3 separate regions of the Mus musculus genome follow, and all the other regions are linked to region 2. The links are chromatin contacts, called in public HiChIP or PLAC-seq and promoter capture Hi-C maps. All regions are on one chromosome and are shown on one strand. Each heading gives the region's core, a stretch centred on a gene start, on an enhancer-like site or on the middle of the called end of the contact. The rest is flanking DNA. Distances are from core to core; before and after follow the strand shown.

Region 1 (3,270 bases), core at 73-2,572, 530 kb before region 2:
GAGGGTGGGCGTGACAATGCTGCCCACCTCCTGGTGTTATGATACATGGAGGTTAAGAAAATGAAGAGCCTTTCTGCAGAGGGCTACCATGGAAGCAGTGTCCCGGGGGAGGATAAGGTTTCGGTAAAGATAAAGAGGTAACCTGAGCATTCTAAAGATGCAGAGGGTGGAACCAGGGTTCTAGAGGGAGCACAGGGGAAGCTGAAAGTCAAATGGGCAGCGCGGACCTGACTAAAGGGGCTGATAAGCAGCTCTAGCGAACATTGTAAGGATTAGGACTCTGATGCTGAGGCAGAGAGGCTGGAAAGAAACATCTTAGACAAGTCATAACGGAACTGAGAAAAATCTGGACTTCTTATCTGACTCGTACTTCTATGACCTGGGGTGGGGATGACTATAGAAAAGAACAAAGAGGAGCTGGAGCGATGGCTCAGTGGGTAAGAGCACTGGCTGGTCTTCCAGAGGACCTGGGTTCAAATCCTAGCACTCACATGACAGCTCACAATTGTCTGTAACTCCAGTTCCAGGGATCCTACACCCTCACACAGACATCCGCGCAGGCAAAATACCAATGCACATGAAATAAAAAATCATTAAAAGGAAGAAAGAAAAGAATAATAACTCCAGACCCAAATGTCAGGCCAGTGACCTCAGGACAATGGAAGGTGAAATCCATATAAGAATTTGAAGGTGACCTACCACTCCTGGAAGATCTGGGGTCTGCTAAGGCTCAGACAAGAACATTTACCACTCCAGTTGGCAAACTCCATGCTACTGCTGGTCATGGAGAAGCAGTGAGTGTTATCTTAACAAGGTCGAAATCATTTCAAAAGGTTCCTCAGGTCACTGGTATAGAGGCTGGAAAGAAGGCAGGAATTAGAATTCTTGCATTAGTCCCATGAGTCCTGAACCAGGATACTTTATGCAGAGAAAAGGAAACCTAGAAGAAGATTGGATTTGTTCAGATGGGATTACCAGTCTCAGACGACAAGGACCATGAAGAGGTGATGAGTGGGGCAGACGGTGATAGCCAGCTTCCTAGCTCATTTTTCACTTGTGGACAGGTTGTGCTCCCTCCTTGAGAGTTTATGAGAATGGAGTAAAGCATTTGGAAAGAGCAAAACTTGACGCCATCATCATCTACATTATCACCAAAGACCTCTGAGCACCCTGTAGGTGCAAACTATAGAATGTGGGCAGATTATAAAAGTCACCCAGATATATAGGGTGTAAGGCTCCCAAGAAATTGTAGGTTCCTTACACCAGCCCAGAACGCAGGGGCGGGGCGGATCTTACATGGGTTCCGCCCAGGGGCGGGGCTTGGACCCAGCGGGAACCCAACCCATCTTCAGCCAGAGCCTCAGCCCTCCGTAGCCGAGGTGGGAACCAGACCCGCCTCGCCTGCCTCTCACCCACTATCGCCAAGTGCAACAGTCCGGCTGCACTGTCCGTGAGCCAGCTCTTATCCGAGGTAAGGGGCGCGGCCTCGACCGGGCTCCGCACTGCCTGGGAGCCGGGGACCGAGTGCAAGGCAGCCTAGGGGACTCAGAGAGGGGCTGCGAGAGGCCGCCAGGGACCCGCACCGCAGCAAAGCAGGAGTGCTGGCTCGCACTCCGCACAGGTCCGCCGGGAAGCAGCGACCATTGGGGCTGGGGGCAGATGAGCAGCTACTACAGGCAGTAAGGGGTGGCTGGGTACATCTTAGGGCAGCAGAGGGATGCTGAAAGGATGGAGGGGAGGCAGGCGAAAGGGGGCGTGAAGGCGGAGAGCTGGGTGGGCTCGAGGGGCTTTGAGACGAGCAGAAGAGCAAGGGCTGAAAGGAAGGGGCGCAGAGCAGGAACGGGTGTCTGGTGGGATTGAGAACTTCCGGGACGTGAGTGTGGTTAGCTGGGAGTGAAAGGGTGTAGAACCGAGCCCCGCTGGTACCCGCGAAGGGGTCTCAAGGGATGGAGACATAGGGTTGGGGCTTGGAGGGGATGAGCTTGGAAGAAGGGAAATGTGGGGAGCCAGCTGAGTCTACTCCGCCCCGCAGAAAGGGGCGGGAACTAGGTAGGGGAGTGGGTCTTGACCCTGCTTGTGGGCGAGGGACACCTAAGTTCTGGTCAGGATGGAGGAAATGGCGCTGGAATGGAGCAGGGTCTTGTAGCTGGAAGCAGAGAAACCTTGAGGGAACTTGGAGAGTGAAATTGCAGGGATGATGGGTGTGAGGTGAGGGTTGAGTACAACCTTGGCACTAGCCGAGTCTTGGCTCCTGACAGCATGAGGACAGCAAACACTGGACAAGACTACAATGCCAACTGGAGCCATGGGCAAGAAGAGAATAGTGAACAGAAAAATTCATCCACATGCAATTCTATCTTGGTGTCAAATGTGGAAGAGACTTTGAGAGGGCAGGATGACAACCTCTAGAAGCCAAAAGAGGTGTGGAGTGAAAGTGGATTTCTCCATCCCACCTTCCCAGAATCCACAGGAAAGCTGTAGACTGTAAACGAAATAAGTGAGTGTGTGTGTGTGTGTGCGTGCGCGCGCACGCGTGTGTGTGTGTGTGTGTGTGTGTGTGTGTGTGTTTGTGTGTGTGTGTGCGCCCTCATGCAAGCAGATAGAGCACATCCCTTCTGCATCCCCAAACAGAAGAAGAGGAGTGTGCTTGCTTCGCAGATATGAGGACCTAGATTCACATCCTCAGTGTGGAAGAGGCTGCCATCATCTCTGTGCCTGTAACTCTAGCTGTAGGGACAGAGACATGGTGAACCCCTGGAGCTTGAAATGTGACGGTCTCAAACAAACAAACAAACGAACAAATAGGCTGGGCTGGAGAGATGGCTGGAGAGATGGCTCATCATTCAGGAGCACTTGTTGCTCTTGTAGACAAGGGTTCAGTTCTCAGGAGCAGCATGTGGTTCACAACCACCCTACCTGCAGTTCTGGGGGGAATCTGACTCCCTCTTCTGACCCTTACAGGCACCAGGCACTAGTGTGGTGTGTGTACATACAGAAACGTAGGCAAGACATTCATACACATTAAAAACAACTAAGTCTAAAGGAATAAAAAAATAAGAAAGGGAGCAAAAGAGGAAGCTGCCCAGTGCCCTCCATTAGCCTCGGCATTGATCCCTGCTCCATCTCTGTGAGTTCACAGAGCACCTGGCGTGGTGTAAGTGTGCAGTGCCTATGGATTGAGTGGGAAACAGCATGGTGGTTGTAAGAATCAGGGAGAATTATGTGGGCTGACAAGAGTTCTGTAAACTCTAGAGCACTGCTCCAGAGAAG
Region 2 (3,456 bases), core at 150-2,649:
GTCCATTTCTTTTTTTAAAGGATTTATTTATTTATTTATTTATTTTATGTATGTGAGTACACTGTAGCTGTACAGATGGTTGTGAGCCTTCATGTGGTTGTTGAGTATTGAATTTAGGACCTCTGCTCACTCCAATTGGCCCCGCTAGCTCCGGTTGGCCCTGCTCACTCTGGCCCAGAGATTTATTTATTATTATACCTAAGTACACTGTAGCTGTCTTCAGACAGCACCAGAAGGGGGCATCAGATCTCATTACGGGTGGTTGTGAGCCACCATGTGGTTGCTGCAATTTGAACTCAGGACCTTTGTAAGAGCAGCCAGTGCTCTTAACCACTGAGTCATCTCTCCAGTCCCTGTCTGTCCATTTCTCATATAGCCTAGCTAGCCTGGAAGCCCTTAGCCTTAGCTAAGGATAACTTTGAGCTCCTGCACCTTCTGCCTCTACCTCCCACGTGTTACAAGTGTGTAGTGTTGTGAAGGACTGTTTTTTCTTTTGAAGAGAGACCTTTCAGTGATAAGCTGTTGGCTCCATCCCTGGTTCCATGGATGAATTATGTGACCAGGAAGGAGTGTGTGTCCTAGGCAAAAGAAACAGCATGTACAAATGCCCGAGGACATGACTGTGTGGGGCGTGCGACAGGCTTCAGCCTCATCACCTAGGACTCACTCGTCTCTACACTGTTCTCTTCAGAACCACAGACCCCAGCATTCATCAGTGTGCCCTTACCCACTCCTGTGCCTTTGTCTATATTGGTCCCTCATGGAGCACACCTGCTCCCAGCTTCATTAACGCACTTCTCAAGGCTCAGCTCCCATCTGCTCCGGACAGACCCTTCCCCCCCCCTTCCCCCTTCCCCAACATACTCACCCTCGTCTGGGTTCCTTAAATAATGGTTGCTGGTACATGCTGTTGTGGTCAGGTTCCCATCATCGTCTTTTCAAGCCCATATGTGAGGCTACCAAAGTTGGGATAGTTTCCACATAGCAGTGCCTGGCCTCTGCTCACACAGAGCAGCATAAGGACATCCTGGGAAATAGCTCAGCAGTCAAGAGCATTGGCTGCTCTTCCAGAGGACAGAGGTTCAATTCCCAGCACCTACATGGCGCCTCACAATGTCTGTAACTCCAGCTCCAGGGGATGTGTCACTTTCACTCTGGCATAGCTGCAGGCAAAACTCTAATACACATAAAAATATTTTTAAAAAGAACAACAAACAACTCACAGTCTTTCCAGGCAGTTATCTTGATGAGAGCAGCAATCCCCCAGACATTTCTCCCTATTCCTAAACTCAAGTTGCCTGGCTCCTCTGGGATCTGATCCAAGTCCTTCCCACCATGGCTGCATTTGCAGGCTGCTCTTTTTTGCTTCCTCTTCTGACATCCTGGAGCTCAGGGCCAATCCCTCCTCCTGTCCCTTGCCTTTCTAAAGGGACAGCTCTAATCTAATGGCAGCCACGTGTTATGATGAGTCACCAGAGCATCTGGGGCCCAGAGGTAGTGGCCGGTTAACTCTTAATGGGCCAGGGCTCTCTGCTAGAAGATCATGTGGGCTTCTTCGGAACCTGTCTCAGGTCTAAGTGCAAAGTGGGCATCTGGGGGATGGACCACTCACTCTGGAAGTGAGAGAGGAGGGGGCCAAAGGGAGAAGGGGCTGAGTGTGAGCTTTGGAGTTAGGAGGGCTAAGTTGCAGTTCCTGCTGGCCACTTACTGTAGAGTGGCTCTACACAGGTCACATGAACTCAACCGCTCGAGTTTTCGCATCTGAAAAAAAAAAAAATGGCAATTTTAGGGATTGTTTGAGAAGGAGAGTGTGAGCTGCCTGCTAGCGGTGCGTGCTAACCCGCCCGCTTTCCCGCCTTCTGGTCTCTTGCAAAACACTGGCCCCGTTTGGGCAAGCGGTTAGAATGAATGTCCACGCCTGTCTGCAGAAGCTAGGCTTTCTCCGCTAACATGGCCCGGCAGTGAGGCTGGACCGCGAGATCTCAGGTGTGGGGCCGGGAGCTGAGGCCTAGGGAAGGTGGAGAATTTCCCAGCCCGAGTGGGTGGAGGTGTTGGCAGCTCCGGTCCATGTCTGCGCCGATGCTCCAAGGCCAGGCTGTGCCGACCTTGAGCGCCCGGGTCCCACCTGGCCAGCGCCAGGGGCGGGCGCTGCGCTGCGCGGGCGCGGCCATGGTCCCACTGCGCGGGTGGGCAGCCCGAGACCGGCCCGGCCCCGTCGCCTTCCCCGCCCCCCGGCGCGCCCCTCCCCGGCCGCCGCGTCGCTGGGATCCGGCCGCAGCACCTGGGCTGCGCCTGGCGTCCGGCGCGCGCAGCGATGACCACGGCCAGCGGCCCGGGCGACCTGCCGGCGGGGTGAGTGGCGGAGGCCGCCTCGGGGCGCGGGCCGTGCAGGGCGAACGCTGCGGGGGCCTCCTAGGAGGAGCCCCGGGACCGCACTGCGGCTCCAGCCGCTGCGCAGCCTGCAGCCCGCGCCCCGCTGCCTCCTGGGGACCCTGGCTCAGTCACAGGCCTTCTGGGTCCCAACTTTCTCTCCCTCCTCATGGAGTCTATACCCATGGGGTGGGCCTTGTTACGATCACCCTTCTTTACAGATGAGAAAACTGAGGCATAGCTCTTAAGTGACTTTGATTATCCAGGAGGTAAGAGTGGAAAGTGAGATTTGAACACAGCTCTGTCTGGTGACATCCCCTTTAGGGATATTTGGGGTATTTGAAGGGCTCTAAGTGTGCTCGGGCCCAGGGTATTGGGTGTACCAGGAACCTAGGTTGTCAAGGTGGGTGCTGTCACTATCAACATGGCTGTCTTGGCCAGCCCCACCCCCACCCCTCCAAAGTCACAGTCAGACCCCCTAGGTTGATCCCGGGCACTGCCAGTTGCTGTCTGGAGATAGTCAGCAGCTCTGCTGTGTTTGGGTTTCAGTGCTTAGGGGGCAGTTGCTGGGATCCTAGGCTGCTGGGAGGTTGCTGGGCAGAGAGAGATCCTGCTCAGGTGAGCTGGGAGGGGTGCCTGCCCTACCTGGAGACTCAGACTAGTGACAATATTTGCCAAGGGCCTGAGGCCTGACAGATGAACAGGGAGGAGAGAAACCACCAGCCAGCTGGAAGCCTCTAGTGTGGGTCTGAGAGAATGGTAGCTCGGTGCTGAGGAACATCGTGGCTGGAGGAAGTCACCTGTTAAGTTTTCCCCTAATCATTTTCTGTTGTATAATTTTGGTCAAGGCATTTGACCAAACCTCCCTGACTTCTGGTTCCTGCTTTGGAAAACACAGAGAGGCTGGGTTAGCTACGCTCTTCCTGCTGAGGGTTGAAAGCTCCGGAGCTTGGCTGACTACCTTTCTGCGCAGCCCTGTCCGAACACCACCCTTCAGTATTAGAAGCGTGGTTTTCAGGAGAAAAGGCAGACATGGAACAAGGCTTCCATCCACAAACCCAGACTTGCTGGCTGAAAGCCAGACTC
Region 3 (3,309 bases), core at 10-2,509, 560 kb before region 2:
ACACTGTAGCTGTCTTCAGACACTCCAGAAGAGGGAGTCAGATCTCGTTACGGATGGTTGTGAGCCACCATGTGGTTGCTGGGATTTGAACTCCGGACCTTCGGAAGAGCAGTCGGGTGCTCTTACCCACTGAGCCATCTCACCAGCCCCACTTCCCAGTCTTTAAACAACCATTAAGTGGACTTTCATGTGTCTCCTGTACTGTATTAGAGACTTACTCTACTCCAGCATGTGTGTCCTATATTATATCATACTCCTGTCACACACATACTCACATTTATACTTCTGTACCTATCACACTTGTGCTTGCTGTTGTAAAACAGATCCTAAGTCTCATGACACGGGGGTCTCAACTCAAGCTTTCTGCAGGAGGATTGCCAAGTTTAATTAAAAAAAGATACCCAGCTAAATTTAAATTTCACACAAAGGAAAATTAAATATGCCCATGTAACTTATGCAACTTTTTAAAAATCTCAAAATCAGATTTAATTGGAAAATCTTCATTGTATTTGGCGACTCTATCCACGATGGAAATTTCAATTATTCTTTCAAGTTCAAAATCAAGTTCGCTCCGAGGGTATAGTGCTGAGGCATAGAGCATTCACAAGGTTCTAGCCCAGCAGCCCTCTCTACCAAACAAATAGAAACAAATTCAAGCATCAATCAAGTCTTCAAGGAGGTTTCCGGGCAGCTTTTTCACTTCTGTTCTTCACACTAAAGTACAGCTACCCATAAAAGTGTTTACTTTGCGTGGACACTTAATGCTTCCTGATACGAACCTTGATTTTTTTTTCCTTTTTTCCATATATATATTGTTTTTTTGAACCTTGATTTTCCTAGGGGAACAGTTTTTATTCATCTCTGACCCCAACCATGAAAGGATGTTGACGACTGAAATAGTTGTTATGAATAAACATTTACTAAGAGCTACTAGGTGTAAGAGAAGTCCTGAATAGAGAAACATCATTTGTAATTTGCCTTCTGTATGCTAAATGTGGTGCTAGTAATTTCGTTGAATGCCCATTAAATCCCATTTAATAAATACCCTCTTTGACGGAGGGTAATCTTATCCTGTTGAGGCCTTTAACGTTTGGTGTAAATAACTAACGCCATTCTAATCTTTGCGTCTCCTTTCTGAGAATGTTGGTCCTTGATCTGGTTGGTTAGAGTTCCGGTTTCCCATAGAAACAAAAGGTCCCGTAAGAGTGTAAGGGAACAGGAAGCTCGGTTTTCTCTTCCGGTTCCTGCCGGAAGTTGACGCCAAACATCCGCACATGGATGCCCCTGGAGATCATGCCGCTCGTCGTGGTTTGCGGGCTGCCGTCCAGCGGCAAGAGCCAGCGGACGGAGGAGCTCCGTCGGGCGCTGGCCAGCGAGGGCCGCGCGGTGTATGTGGTGGACGATGCTTCGGTGCTGGGCGCGCAGGACCCGACTGTGTACGGCGACTCCGCTGGTGAGAAGGCTCTGCGGGCTGCGCTGCGGGCTGCGGTGGAGCGGCGCCTGAGCCGGCAGGACGTGGTCATCCTGGACTCGGTGAACTACATCAAGGGCTTCCGCTACGAGCTGTACTGCCTCGCCCGGGCCGCGCGCACGCCGCTCTGCTTACTTTACTGCGTGCGGCCGAACTGGCCGAGCCGCGAGCTTCGGGAGGCTTCCGCCTCCGAGAACCGGGACCTGGCTGTCAGCGTGAGCTGGAGACCGCGGGCCGAGACCGGCGGGAAGTCTCAGGCGGCTGGCGCTGTGGAGGAACAGCGCGCCACCAGCCCCGTAGCCAACGGGGGAGTTCTGGCCGCTGTCTCAAAGGAACTGGATCCAGAGGAAATCCTGCCATCAAACCCTTCCGCTGTAATGACCCCGGGGTCCGAGAAATCTGCAGAGCCTGCGTCCTGTGCCTTTCCTCCCGAGGTTCTGGAGTCCTTAGCGCTGCGCTTTGAGTCTCCCGACTCCCGGAACCGCTGGGATCGCCCCTTGTTCACTGTGGTGGGTTTAGAAGAGCCATTGCCCCTCGCGGAGATCCGGTCTGCCTTGTTTGAGAATCGGGCTCCCCCGCCCCATCAGTCTACGCAGTCTCAGCCTCTAGCCTCTGGCAGCTTTCTGCACCAGTTGGATCAGGCCACAAGCCAGGTGTTGACCGCTGTGATGGAAGCCCAGAAGAGCGCTGTGCCCGGAGACTTCCTAAAGCTCCCTGGCACCACGGAGCCCCTCCGATTTACCCGACCCTTGACCTTAGCAGAATTGAGTCGCCTCCGTCGCCAGTTTATTTCCTACACCAAAATGCATCCCAATAACGAGAATCTGCCTCAATTGGCCAACATGTTTCTTCAGTATCTGAACCAGAGTTTGCACTAATGAGGTAGTGGGCAGCAGCTGTGGCTCGTGTCTGACTATTCTACTGTACTTTGTTTAGGAAGAATAGTCCGAAGGTCTGCAAAGCATACTGTAGTAAGATGGCCAAGTTTTGACTCGTTTTCTTAACTGCCACTGCCATACCCTGAGTGTGTAGTTAGCATAAGCTGAGGCATTGAGTGGTAGCTCCAAAAACACCAGGGGGCTTCGGTTGGAGTCTACTTAGGAATACTACACACCACTGTTGGCCTTCCATCGGGATTAAGTCAACTGTGAGTAGAAACCGAAGATAACAGTTTTGTATTCATAATGGCCTTTTCATACTCCAAGTACTTTTGAGCACAGAGCCTCTTGCTTCTGACCTGGCACTTGGAACACAGATATATATATCTTTTGTTCTGTCCCTGGGAAACTGATATTTGTGTAAGACAACCACCAGATATTTTCTCTAATAAAATCTTCTAAAATTACCTGCTGGTCTCTTGATGTAGTTTACTGTTTCCTCTGCAACTTAGTATTTTATATGTACATGTAGTATCTTTATATGAGAGGCTTGATTGCTTGGCCTATATATTGTAGCACCTTGCATGTTTATTGAATATTCTAAGGCAAACATTACTCTTAGTTTTGTTGGTAGCAAACAGTATTGGATTTTCATTATCCATATAGTTCTTCAGACTTGGCAGCTGTGTGAAGTGCAAACATGCTTAGCAGGATGAATGCCAGCCATCCCAGAATAACCTGTGCAGGGTTATTACTGACTGTTGACCAGTGGCTAGGAGGTGTTTGAGGAAGAGCTTTAGAAAAGTTACTATTTGAAATATCACTGTAGAATAGTCTGCTAAGGAACAAAATGCAACTTTTTAGACTTTCTAGACCTTGGAAGTTTCTTGCTACTTGTAAAGAGTTAACAAACATATTCCAAATTATATTTGTGTCAAAAAAATAATTTAGATTTGCTTT

The links. HiChIP or PLAC-seq counts read pairs in DNA pulled down with a chosen protein or histone mark. Capture Hi-C pulls out chosen DNA fragments and counts their contacts.
Region 1: a contact with region 2 is called in a promoter capture Hi-C map of adipose tissue, with 2.3 times the contacts expected there. The contact joins the promoter of Rab3b here to the promoter of Ttc39aos1 in region 2. A contact is called at or near these places in 6 of 39 promoter capture datasets (embryonic stem cells, hippocampal neurons, liver and 2 more), 1 of 15 datasets of contacts at CTCF or cohesin (large pre-B cells), 2 of 484 Hi-C or Micro-C datasets (embryonic fibroblasts and embryonic stem cells) and 1 of 9 other capture datasets (adipose tissue).
Region 3: a contact with region 2 is called in an H3K4me3 HiChIP or PLAC-seq map of embryonic stem cells, with 9 read pairs. The contact joins the promoter of Kti12 here to the promoter of Ttc39aos1 in region 2. A contact is called at or near these places in 8 of 39 promoter capture datasets (the 3T3-L1 cell line, the HPC-7 cell line, the SN4741 cell line and 4 more), 2 of 115 datasets of contacts at active chromatin or transcription factors (embryonic stem cells and large pre-B cells) and 2 of 9 other capture datasets (adipose tissue and pancreatic islet).

The regions. Positions count from the first base shown.
Region 1 is chr4:108,877,748-108,881,017 of GRCm38.p6, forward strand. Rab3b (RAB3B, member RAS oncogene family) reads left to right here and starts at 1,323. Exons shown (of 5, transcript NM_023537.5): 1 at 1,323-1,471.
Region 2 is chr4:109,404,858-109,408,313 of GRCm38.p6, forward strand. Ttc39aos1 (Ttc39a opposite strand RNA 1) reads right to left here and starts at 1,400. Exons shown (of 4, transcript NR_131195.1): 1 at 869-1,400. Ttc39a (tetratricopeptide repeat domain 39A) reads left to right here and starts at 2,243. Exons shown (of 18, transcript NM_153392.2): 1 at 2,243-2,352. The coding sequence starts at 2,315.
Region 3 is chr4:108,846,598-108,849,906 of GRCm38.p6, forward strand. Kti12 (KTI12 homolog, chromatin associated) reads left to right here and starts at 1,260. Exons shown (of 1, transcript NM_029571.2): 1 at 1,260-2,815. The coding sequence starts at 1,294. The coding sequence ends at 2,349. The region is part of intron 2 of Txndc12 (thioredoxin domain containing 12 (endoplasmic reticulum)); the gene reads left to right.